2 separate regions of the Mus musculus genome follow, and region 1 is linked to region 2. The links are chromatin contacts, called in public HiChIP or PLAC-seq maps. All regions are on one chromosome and are shown on one strand. Each heading gives the region's core, a stretch centred on a gene start, on an enhancer-like site or on the middle of the called end of the contact. The rest is flanking DNA. Distances are from core to core; before and after follow the strand shown. Region 1 has its middle 71 kb from the start of Prlr. Region 2 overlaps Capsl (calcyphosine-like).

Region 1 (5,503 bases), core at 1,342-3,841, 650 kb after region 2:
AGGAAGGCAACCCCAATCCAGAAAGACAAGCCCCATTCTCTGATCTGTGTCTCATGGTTCTGGTTCTTTAGCTTCTTTACCAAGAAGCCAGGAAAGTAACAAGGGGCCACGGAGGAAGGGGGAAGAAGGAGATTTAGAGAGGGGCTTATAGGACGCTTGAAGAGGGAAAGAACAAAATGGAAAGGGGACTTATCTTGGGAGGGAAAGGAAAATAAAAAGGGAGAGGGATAGAGGACAGATAGCACATTAAGGGTGTCTGAAAAAAAAAAGGAAAACTATTTTCTATGTCTCCTTTAAAAAATATGTGTGTGTGGTTATGTCTATATTCATAGTTTAAATTGAGTTACTACTACACATTTCGAGTGAGAATAACCCCCATAGGCTGGTGTACTTGAATGCTTGGTCCCTAGTTGGTGGAACTGTTTTAAGAAAGATTACAATAGAGGAAGTGTGTCTAGAGGAGGGTGTGGGCCCTGTGGTTTTAAGATCCCATGCCATGCCAGGTCAGGAAGTCAGGCCCAGACTCTCTCTCTCTCTCTCTCTCTCTCTCTCTCTCTCTCTCTCTCTCTCTCTCTCTGTGTGTGTGTGTGTGTGTGTGTGTGTGTGTGTGATGCAACTTGCTCTTAAGGATGTAAGCTGTTACTAGCTACTGTTCCAGAGCCATGCCTGTCTGCGTGCTGCCATGCTTTCTGCCATGATGCTCACAGACTTTCTCTCTAAAACTAATTGAGCCCCCAATCAGATGCTTGCTTTCATAATTATCCTTGGTCATGGTGGCTCATAACAGCAATAAAAGTAACTAAGACAGACTGTCTAACCAAAGTACCAAGTTCCAGTCAAAGAGAGACCTCCCTTCCAGCTGTTTGTCATAAGAGAACCAAGAGACACCCCAAAACCAATGAAGGATATTGCCATTTTCTCTGGTTGCTTCTGGGAACTATGATAAGACACAACACATGACATAGGACTTGGAAGAATTGATATGGAAGCATCCCTGCTGACTAGCTCTCATAGCATTGCAAGATTACATGCAGCCAGCCAAGAGATTAACTTTTCTCCTACCCAACTCTAAAACTAGTGAAACAACAGTGATCACTTAACCAAGATATTTCAATGATATAATAACAGCATTAATATCTCTGGGGCAACCAACAGCTGCCTACCTGAACGTAAGATTCACTCAGTAACAGGGAACTTGTTCCTGGTACTGTGAACTCAGTCAAGAGCCTGTGGCTAGAGACATCATAGAGTGGAACACACTACTGACATTTTTTCTAAATTGCCATTACTTCCAGCTATATTCTAAATATTTACCTCCCTACTCACAAGTGAGTGCAGCTCCCGCCCCTCATCAAAGATGCTTCTTTTTGTGACAAAGGCTCCTAAGAGAGCCACAACTGATCCCAACTGATATATCTATAATATAATCTTTACACTTCAGGAGCACAATAGAAGATGACCCAGAAAAATTGTAAGAGCTGGAGGACTAGGATTTGCCTACTGCAGATTATGTCTTCAAGACAGGTTAGGAATGCTATAGCAATGAATCCTCAATAATACAGCTGCCTGCTCAAAACTGAACAATGACAGCAGTTGACATACCAATGTGGATGGGGAAACACCATGAATGCTGACCTGCATCAGGCACTCAATGGCTGCTGAGGTGAGGAGAATGAGTTTTCACCACAGACAACGCTGTCCTATAGATCATCTATTCAAACTGATCAGCTCTTAACACATGCACATACAGGCAACACTAATGGGACCCAATATTTATATATATATAATAAAGTTTGTACTAAAAAATGTCATAGATTATAAAAAAGGATGGGGAAGACAAAGGGAGTTGGATTGGGAAACAGGGAAATGGAAATGCTGTAAATACAGTGTACACATGTGAAATTCTCAGTTAAAAGTCAATTGAATGAAATGAAAACAAAAATAAAACAGAATTCCATTCAATTCATCTAAAAGTGTTCAGGGTGGAGTCTAAATGCAAATAAGAACAAAATTATTTTTAATAGGTCACACACACCAAGATGTGTTTAGAACTTGATATTCAAGATGAAGCCTCAGAATTAATGACTTAAAAACATCTTACTGATAATTTTAATACAAATAAAGGAACAAACAAAGCAAATAAAACAACAATAAAACCAATAACAAGAAACAAACAAACAAAAAAAAACAAAACCAAAACAACAACAAAAACAAATACAAACAAACAAACACCAGGAGAAAGGACCTCTCCGCAGTCATTCTGGTCCTCTGGTTCTTATACTCTTTTGTTTCCATGATGTTCCCTGAATCCCGGACGGAGGGGTTCCACGCACTCCAGTCGAGTCAGCTTGACAGGCTGTGTAGCCTAAAAGCCACCCACGAGGCAGAGAGTTTCAAGGAAGCTCACCTCCTGGAGTTTTGGCGTTCTCATACTCATACTCTATTCCCGTGTTAGTCTGGTGTATGGATCTACGAGCTCTCTTTTAATATTTTATTATAAATGCCTTTTAAGATTAAATTCTGTTATAGTGTTCCTAGGTCCCAGAAGCCTGAAAGCTTGAAATCTGAACTTGAAATCCGGCAGGACTGCAGAAAGGAAGTTACCTATTCAGTTACTAATTAAGCATTACAAAGACAGTAGCTCAGAGCTGGTCTACAAAATATTTACCAAGGACAGTAGCAATTCTCACCCAAACGAGGGAACAATAGAGCTAGAGAATCCCACTGAGACAGAGATCTTCTCTACAGCTAGGTATAAAGCTTCACATTAGAAGCAAGTTGGTATATTCTTCTGTAGACCCAGGAAATAGGGTGTTGGGGTATTGCAGTATTCATGATAAGGTCTGCTAGTGCAGAACCCCTGGTGGTGGGTTTTACAATAGACTAGTTTACACCTGGCTCCTTTCTTTTGCGGCAGCAGCCTGGTCCCCACCTTCTTTTGATGTATTGTGTCACTGTAACTTGGTGGATTGTATTTTGCCTGGTTTCTTGTTATTTCTTTGGTATAAAAAGTTTGATGCTCGACCTGACAAATACATTCAGATTCTACACAACCTCTCCTGTGTGCATCTGTCTGTCAACCGCCGACGCTTTGCCCACCTGCCCCAGGGACCCATTCCACACAGACAAAGGGATCCAGAGGGTCTGCGGCACAGGGGTTCTGTTGTAGATACATTAAGTAGGGTTCCAACACTCACAAATGGAGATCTTACAAGTACCAGTTGGGTTCTGGCACCCACAAATGGGCGTTCTTTCAATGTCCTCTAGCTGCTGCAAAACCAAAAGAAAACAAAAGAAATAATTCCAGATCAATGCAGAAATTAGTGATGAGGCAGGATGGTCGTCAGCGGTGACACCGTAGGATCAACAAAATCAGAAGGTGAACCTTCCAAAAGTCTGAATTACCCAGGATGGGTAAATTCTAGTTTATTTTTAAAGAATAGTAAATTTTATATTTTAAAAGAAACATTTTTATAACCTTTAAAAAATTAAATTAGTAGATAAAAACTTCCCAAAATTACTCGGGCTACTGATCTCCTCTGCCAAATGCCAGAGGCTTTTTTTTCTCTCTAGGTTTTGTACAAGTTTTTACCAATGACAAATGGAGAGAAAAAAAAGAAAGTTGACAAAATTATGTAATACAGCCAACCTAAGTTCACCATCACACCATCACACTCAAGAGATAAAACTATAAGTCTAATTTAATGAATAAAGATGGAAAACTTAAGCAAAGAATGTTATATGGATTTACCTCACAAAACTATTATCTGTAATGTACTACTAAGTACAAAACATGTTTGTTTTTCTACAGATGTAGCAGAAGAACAGGGCAGAATGAAAATCCATTCCTAACAGCCTTTTATCACACTGGGAACTGGAGGAAAGCTAGCTCATTATTTTTTCGGTCCGCTCTTGCCTTGATCTGGGCTCTGGATGTCAAGGCCATAGGACAGAACAGCTTAGGGCCCCTACTGCAGCTGCATGATGAACTTGGTCACTGTGAACAAGAAACTTGAGTGTTGGAGAGAGGCTGGCTGGCCAGGCTGTTTGCTCCCTGCTGGGTGGTGCAGTTCAGAGCTTGTGAGCCCAGCTTCTATTAGTTCAGTGACAACTCACAGTTCTGGCTCTCTTATAGCAGGTCTCGGGAAGTGAAAACTCATTTTATTGGATTCCTTCCCTACCCCTCCTCATACTTGTATACCTCTCTCTTCAATCAATAAGCCTAAAAAATCTCATCTGATGTATTATTAACCCGTGCTATAGGGTAAACTACGTGGGAAAGAAGGGTTCCAAACGACTAACTAGGTTAAGATGCAGTCTTTAGGGTGCCTCCTTTTCCAGTGTGACTGCCAGCCTCGGGAGAGTTTACAACTTACACAGGCACAAGGATGCTTCTGGGAAGTGACCATTAAACTCACAGCCTATAGAATGGAATGAAAATCGATTTATAACATTCAAGCACCCAGGCCACATTTCATTAGAGAACCTCTAGGCAAACTGATACAAACAAAGCAGTTAAAAGATCCCCACTTATATAAAAAAGCACAATTATCAACATGTTAATCATTAATATTGGAAAGTGTTTCTCTTAATAGCTATGTCAAGGAAAGACCCTTTCACTTCATATATACTGGAGCTTAATTACCTCTGCATCACATCTAGCACAACACCTCGCAGAAGCAACTTTACATAGAATAACATAGAATGGGTTTCCTTTGACTCAGTCAGTTCATCCTGGTAGGAAGGACGTGGCAGAGCAGTTCACAGGTACAATCATAACAGAAGCAGCAATGAAATGCTTTTAAAACCCTTTCTTGTCTTTTGTGATTTTAAGTATATTTTAAGCTTTAAAAATGTGTGTGTGTGTGTGTGTGTGTGTGTGTGTGTGTGTGCATAGAGAGAGAATGTATGGTCCACAAATGAGAGAAAAAATAAAATATGATATTTGTCTTTCTGAGTCTGACCTAATTCTCTTAATATAATTGTCTCTAGTCGCATTCATATCATAAATTCTGCAGCTATGACTATAAATAAGCTGTGAATAAGCTGTGAAGAGAGTAGACTGAGCCAGAGAGGACAGAAGCCTGTACACCTCAAAACACTATTCATTCAAAAACTACTTATAAAAACTATAATTGTCATTTATAGATCCATTAGTAAGAAATGATTACAACTGACTACAGCACTGAAGAATTGAGAAAAATGCATAAAGTTGATATGAAGTGAATTTAAGAGTTGATATGAAAGAAAAATATGAACAAATATAATTATACAAAATATATACCTACTTCAAGGTAAGAAAGAATTTATTATGAAGTTTAAAACCCACATTATAGTGAAAATATCAGTAAATTCAACTACATTAAAATTTATACAGAAAATGTGGTACATTTACACAATGGAGTACTACTCAGCTACTAAAAACAATGAATTTATGAAATTTTTAGACAAATGGTTGGATCTGGAGGATATCATCTTGAGTGAGGTAACCCAATCACAAAAG
Region 2 (5,896 bases), core at 803-3,302:
GTAGTACTTAATTTTCACCCTGGTATTAATAGAAAGAATAAAGAAAACACTTCTGAAGAATATAGAGTTCATAGCACCACACTGAAAGAACAGGGAGAGTCTCACCAGTCACTAAACTTTAGCACATTGCTCTTGGCCGTCTATCCTCTAGAACTCTAGGAAATGAATTTATTTCTTTGTAAATTATCCAGTCTGTGGCATTTTATTAGGAGGGAGGAAAGGGGAAGAAAGCTGAAGAGACCAGTAGCAGGTATAAGGATCGTATAGAATAGGATTTAGAACAAGCACTGGGCCTAGACAGTCAGAAGGAGAGATGCCATTTGTTAAACCTGAGACCCCTTGCCAGCAGAGGTACCGGGTAAGCCACAGAGAGCAGTGCTGGAGAGCTCACCTTCACATGTTGGTATAGATCCAAAGCTGCAGGTTCTCCATCATGACACAGGGCAACAACAGAATATCTGAGAGGAGTCCAGGTGAAGATCCAGTATGGCTGAAGTCTGGGGCTTAAAAGACCAATAAGTCATTGCAATGAACATTTGCAAGTAAAGAAGTATGGACACAATAGTATACTGTGGGACACACTGTGGCATACTACATAGGAGATGTCATTATTTTCTTCTTGTGGGGTGATTGTAAGGGCAGAGGGCAGATACAAAGGGTTGGGGAGGTGAGTGGAATTGGGATGTATCAGCATCAGCAGGGGTCTGCATTAATGTGTGGGTCACATTAATGAAAAACTCATGAAAAATCAATAAAATGTTAAAACAAACAAAAAAAAAGCAAAACAAACCTGTACTGGAAATGGATATAAAGGCAACAAAAGTCGTGGTCACATTCCTCAGGGTGAAGTATGAGTGAACAGAGCTAGGAGAGGATCTGGAGAGAAAGCCAGCTTGCTTCTCCCCGACCTCCCCAGAATCGCTTAAAAGCCCTTCTGTCTTAACCAGTAGCCACCTGCTTTGTAGATTGCTTTCCTACTCTATTCTACTCTTACGGGGCAATGTTTTAAAGCTGCAGAACTATTACAGCAATACTAGGTCATTTGTTTTTGAAATAGTCTAATGTGATGGCATGGATGCTTAACAACTACAGAAATGCCCAAAATGGCACTTACAGGGCTGGGCTCATGAGACTGCCACCCAGTGGTTTTCTGGTAGTACACATTCCCTGTGTCTCAGGCACTAGGGACAAAGGAACATGGCAGAAACTAAATGACTGAGCCCATCACTGTGGTACACATCCCCACCAGTCAGGAGAGTAGACATTTCCCTCCTTGATGTATATTCCCTAGCCCTGCCCCTGCATGTCCTTTGCTGGGTCTTCTGTTATAAGTCTACCCTCTACCCTCTGCATCTTCACAGATTGACTCCTTTTTCTCAATTTTATTTGAGCAGACCAACACTTCTTCAGTTTCCTTGACCTCTAGTTAGGGAAACCAAGGGCACGTTTTCATTTTTGAGCACCCAAAAAGACACCTTTTTTTTTTTTGGAATTAGTAATAAACTGGACGTGGAAGAATTTGGTGTTTTGTGACATGTGGGAAAATATACTAGAGATTGCACTTCAGTGACTGTGTCTACTATTGTGTTTACAGGTTCTTTGCTATGTAGAGAGGGAGAGAAGGAGGAAGAGATGCCAAGGACCAGCCTTGGCTTGGAGAAGGATTCTGAGGAATTGGTGTCTGGGAACTGCGAAACAATTTGTGGGTCTAAGCTGGTGGCCTGTGCTCTGCTGGAGAAAGCTTTCCAGCTTGTTCTCTCTGTTCTACTTTCTCTGGAGATCTCTCGACAGCCCTCTAGGTTCTGCTTGAGACAGTTCTCCAAGCAGTTCTTTCTTGCTAATCTAAAAATTTTCTCTGCCAATAGCTCATCTCTTGCAGAACAGAAGCCAGCCTTTTATTTTACATATCAATCCAGGCATTTACTCCAGGTTCACCTTTGATTATCCTATGAATCAGCACCCTCTGACCCCAGGCTCTGTTGGAGACAGCGAGCACATTTTTATTTTAAAACATTGTAAAAGAATTCAGAGAGCTCCCTGCCTTTGTAAACTTTGCTGGGTGGGACCTTGTCCTGAAATTACCATTTCTACCACACCTGTGCCTAAGTTCCCTCTGTCCCAGGCTGACCTTGAACTCAAGAATTGGCCTGCATTTGTATCTGCCTGACTTTGTATCTTTCTGCCAAGCCAGTTCATAGTGTTGCTGCATCTGTTCCTTATACAATTTATATTGCATCCTAACATTTTTGCATAATTGAAAAATTATATATGTTTCAAATACTATATATATTAAGGGCTGTCCTGGAGGTCCGAGCTTTTACCATTTTGCTGAGACATTAGACACACCTTCATCTTCAGGACCCCTGCTATCTCTAAGTGCCATGAAGTCATTAACATTAACTGGGAGGACATTCCTTGGAGGACCCTGAAAATATGTACAACATATACAAACAAGCCTTATGCTCTTGGCAGTCACAGACACTTGTGGAGGCCCAAGTATATTGGCCGTGTCCCAGGGGCAGGAGCCATGTCATTCTGTCTTCACCCAAGGCCATGGGGACCCACAGAGGGAGGGAGAAGGAAGGAAGGAGGGAGGGAGGAAGGAGAGAGGAGGGAGGGAAGAAGGAGGGAGGGAGGAGGGAAGAGGGAGGGATAATTCAGTTTGCAGCCACCAGGTAGTACTAAGACAACCCAATGGAGTGGAGAAGTGCAGGTGGGGCCTTATTGAATCTTTATTCCCTACAGGTAAGCCTAAACAGAACCTTTAAGAAGAAAGGAAGAAAGGAAGGAAGAAAGGAAGGAAGGAAGGAAGGAAGGAAGGAAGGAAGGAAGGAAGATTAATGCAGAATAGACTTGATAAACTTGTGTGTGAAGTTTGGAGAAGGAAGACTAATAAGAATCATGAACTTTAAATAAAAGAAAAAAATCTGAGGTTATAGGAAAGGACACATGTTTGCTTTCTTGAGCAGGAAAATAGTAAAGATAAAAGGAAGACACATTTGTCTCTGTCTCTTTTATCTATCTATCTATCTATCTATCTATCTATCTATCTATCTATCTATCTATCTATCTATTATCCATTCATCTATTCATTTGTCCATCTATCTTTCTGTATGTTTAAAAAATTCCTTATGACACATATCATTCTTTTCTCTTTTCACGTGATAGTCAAAATAAATTTATCTTTATTGTAAAAAAAAAAAAAAAAGAAAGAAAGAAAAGAAAACAAGAAAAAGACATGCTCTCAGAAGCAGATCCCTGCAATTGCAACTTTCCACATCTCATCCGACAAGAACGCTGGAAATCCTGGCTGAGAACTCTGTCAGGGGCAGCAGCCAACTGTACAAAAGAGCGATGGAGTGAGCAAGCCAGCTTGGCCCCAGTGCACCAGTCTCCTTTGTGGCTGGCTACTCCACTCAGCCTCTGTTCCAGATCTCCCAGTCACTGCCTTCTGCTGCTCTGTGGATATCCCCTTCACTTGCCATTGTGTGTGTAGCTGGGCGAGGGTAGGGAGAGGTAGAGGCAATCAACAGCTTTGTAACCCTAGTCTTCCCTTCCCCTCAAACTCCCAGTTCAGTCACTTGCCATTTTAAATGAATTCATCACTGTCCAAAGGGTCCAGCTGTCATATTGGATGCACCAGGCTCCACTTGGTCGCACACCTTATCTTCTGTACCTTCTCTTCAATTCACCCACAGGGTTCTCTACATCACTGTTCTTTCCTTTTTGTAAGCACTGTAGTCCACCTTCATCCCTTAGTCTCATCCTAAGCTCCTTTGAATTGGAAGTCAGTTACCTGGCTGGTTTTATACTTTCCCCATCTCTCCTTCCAACACTTCCTTTCAGTCTCCACCAGCCTTCCATGGTTTGGTTCAGCAGTTCAGACCACTTGCTGCCCTTCCAGAAGACCCTAGGTCAGATCTCAACACTCATGTCAGGCAGCTCAAACCTACCCACAACCAGATTCAGAGCGTCCAGCTCTCTCCTGTCCTCCTTGTGTACCCTTACACATGTGACATACATGTCCATGGACACATACAAAGGGAATGAAAATAAAGATTGGTCCACTTATGTTATTTACTCTTCTGCTTTGTCCAAAGCATGTGGTACAGCAATCGTCTAAAATATATGGTGCTCTGCCTTGTCAGAGTCTCATAGCTCTAGCCTTGATAACTTTTACCTTCTATTATGAGTAAAATGTAGGCATTGTGACACCTCAGAAAGTCCGTGTGCTGGGCTGTGATATCTGCGTCCTTGGATAGCTCGGTCATGGAACTAGAGGGGGATTCCAGGCCATCTGTGTCCTCCGTTGCCCCACACCTAGCAAACTGGTTAGAGGTAATGAATCTCTCAGACATCCATAGAAGACATGGACAGAACTGTGCCTCTGATGAGAGAACTGTACATATGCTGAGCCAACACATGGTGGTGCTGTGGTCACATGCGTCAGAAAGGACTCCTTTGTAGGCCAAGTCCAACCTGACATATGTTGTGCTCAAAGGGTCTTTTGGATTCAGAAACACTTTAGTGTGGGGTGTGATGTCAGTGACATCATGATATTGTATCCAGAGGCTGCATGTGCCATTGAAACCTCAGATCTCTTGAGTGTGTATTTCTTTATCAGAAATAGGACTCTATCCTGCCTTTCTTTCAAACCCCAGGTCCTGAAAACTTTTTTTGTCCTGTTCTGCTTTAATATTAGGCCTCAGAATTCAAATTAAGAGCGTGGTTCTTTCAGGTACCCCTCTTTCCTCCTGGCCTGAGATGGTACATTGAAAAGAGGACATAACGTAGTAAATATTGGTTGTTTGTCGATGAGTTGAGGGACCAAATTATGGAGAAGGATGGTTAATATGGGCATTTCAAACACCATGCTTGGCTATAATTTCCCCCCTGAATTTATCAAGTCATATTCAGAGATATCAGCTTACATCATCCCTGGTAGAATTGGCCTCAGAAGGCAGAAGTAGGCAGAGTCCCAATTCCCAGTATCTGCTCTTCCCAAACTCTGTTTTTATTTTGCATAAGAAAGTGCCAGAAAAATTCACTTACATGCTGATACACATGGTGGAAGAGAAAGAGTTCTGCTAAGACTCAAAAGTCCAATGTCTGCTGTTTGAGGCCACTTGCAGGAAAGTTATTTTACCAATCTATACTTTGGTTCCTGTTCCTAATGTGCACCCACCTTTCATGCATCAATAGCACTTTTGAGTAGGATCTCTGAGATAAAAATTAAAGTTAAAGGAAGTCTACAGGTGGGATCTCCATATTGACTATAGTATGGCTTGACAAAAGAGCAAAGGGTCCTGGAGCTAGCATGCTCCTGCTGTGGTATGTGATGCCTGCTGTGTCCCTCATCAGATGCTGAGCAGATCCTGGTGCTGTGTGTTCTCTGGTCCATATTGTCATAAGCAGTGAATAGTGGAGACTTTGGGGGGTAAGCTCATATTCACCATGAATAGGTTTAAAGGACTCCTTTGTAGGCCAAGTCCAACCTGACATATGTTGTGCTCAAAGGGTCTTTTGGATTCAGAAACACTTTAGTGTGGGGTGTGATGTCAGTGACATCATGATATTGTCAGAAATCAGGTCTCTAGGATTTTGGTCTTGGGCTTTTTCCACTGAAGTAAGAGCTGTGCGAACTAAGTCTGGACTGCCCAGGTTACCTTCTTCTATATCTGAATATTTATTACACAAACAAAAACAAATGGAGAAAGGTGTGAGTGTGTGTGTGTGTGTGTGTGTGTGTGTGTGTGTGTGTGAGAGAGAGAGAGAGAGAGAGAGAGAGAGAGAGAGAGATGGAGACAGAGACAGAGACAGAGAGGGGGAGAGAATTGGTTTATCAATTTTCTTATAAACCTTGTTAGGTATTGAGGCTATTAACCTCCTAAAGGGA

The links. HiChIP or PLAC-seq counts read pairs in DNA pulled down with a chosen protein or histone mark.
Region 1: an H3K27ac HiChIP or PLAC-seq map of embryonic stem cells shows a contact between it and region 2, with 6 times the contacts expected there. The contact joins two enhancer-like sites. A contact is called at or near these places in 1 of 15 datasets of contacts at CTCF or cohesin (large pre-B cells), 5 of 484 Hi-C or Micro-C datasets (bone marrow-derived macrophages and embryonic stem cells), 7 of 115 datasets of contacts at active chromatin or transcription factors (all in embryonic stem cells) and 1 of 9 other capture datasets (embryonic stem cells).

The regions. Positions count from the first base shown.
Region 1 is chr15:10,103,065-10,108,567 of GRCm38.p6, forward strand. No RefSeq gene overlaps it. Among named protein-coding and RNA genes, the nearest start is that of Prlr, 71 kb to the right of the region's middle. Within about 2 kb of position 2,592, at least 13 of the 459 cell types and tissues checked have an H3K27ac peak or open chromatin away from gene starts, as enhancers often do. A contact at or near this core is called in embryonic stem cells, where this site is marked.
Region 2 is chr15:9,451,014-9,456,909 of GRCm38.p6, forward strand. The region is part of intron 1 of Capsl (calcyphosine-like); the gene reads left to right. Among named protein-coding and RNA genes, the nearest start is that of Capsl, 18 kb to the left of the region's middle. Within about 2 kb of position 2,053, at least 16 of the 459 cell types and tissues checked have an H3K27ac peak or open chromatin away from gene starts, as enhancers often do. A contact at or near this core is called in embryonic stem cells, where this site is marked.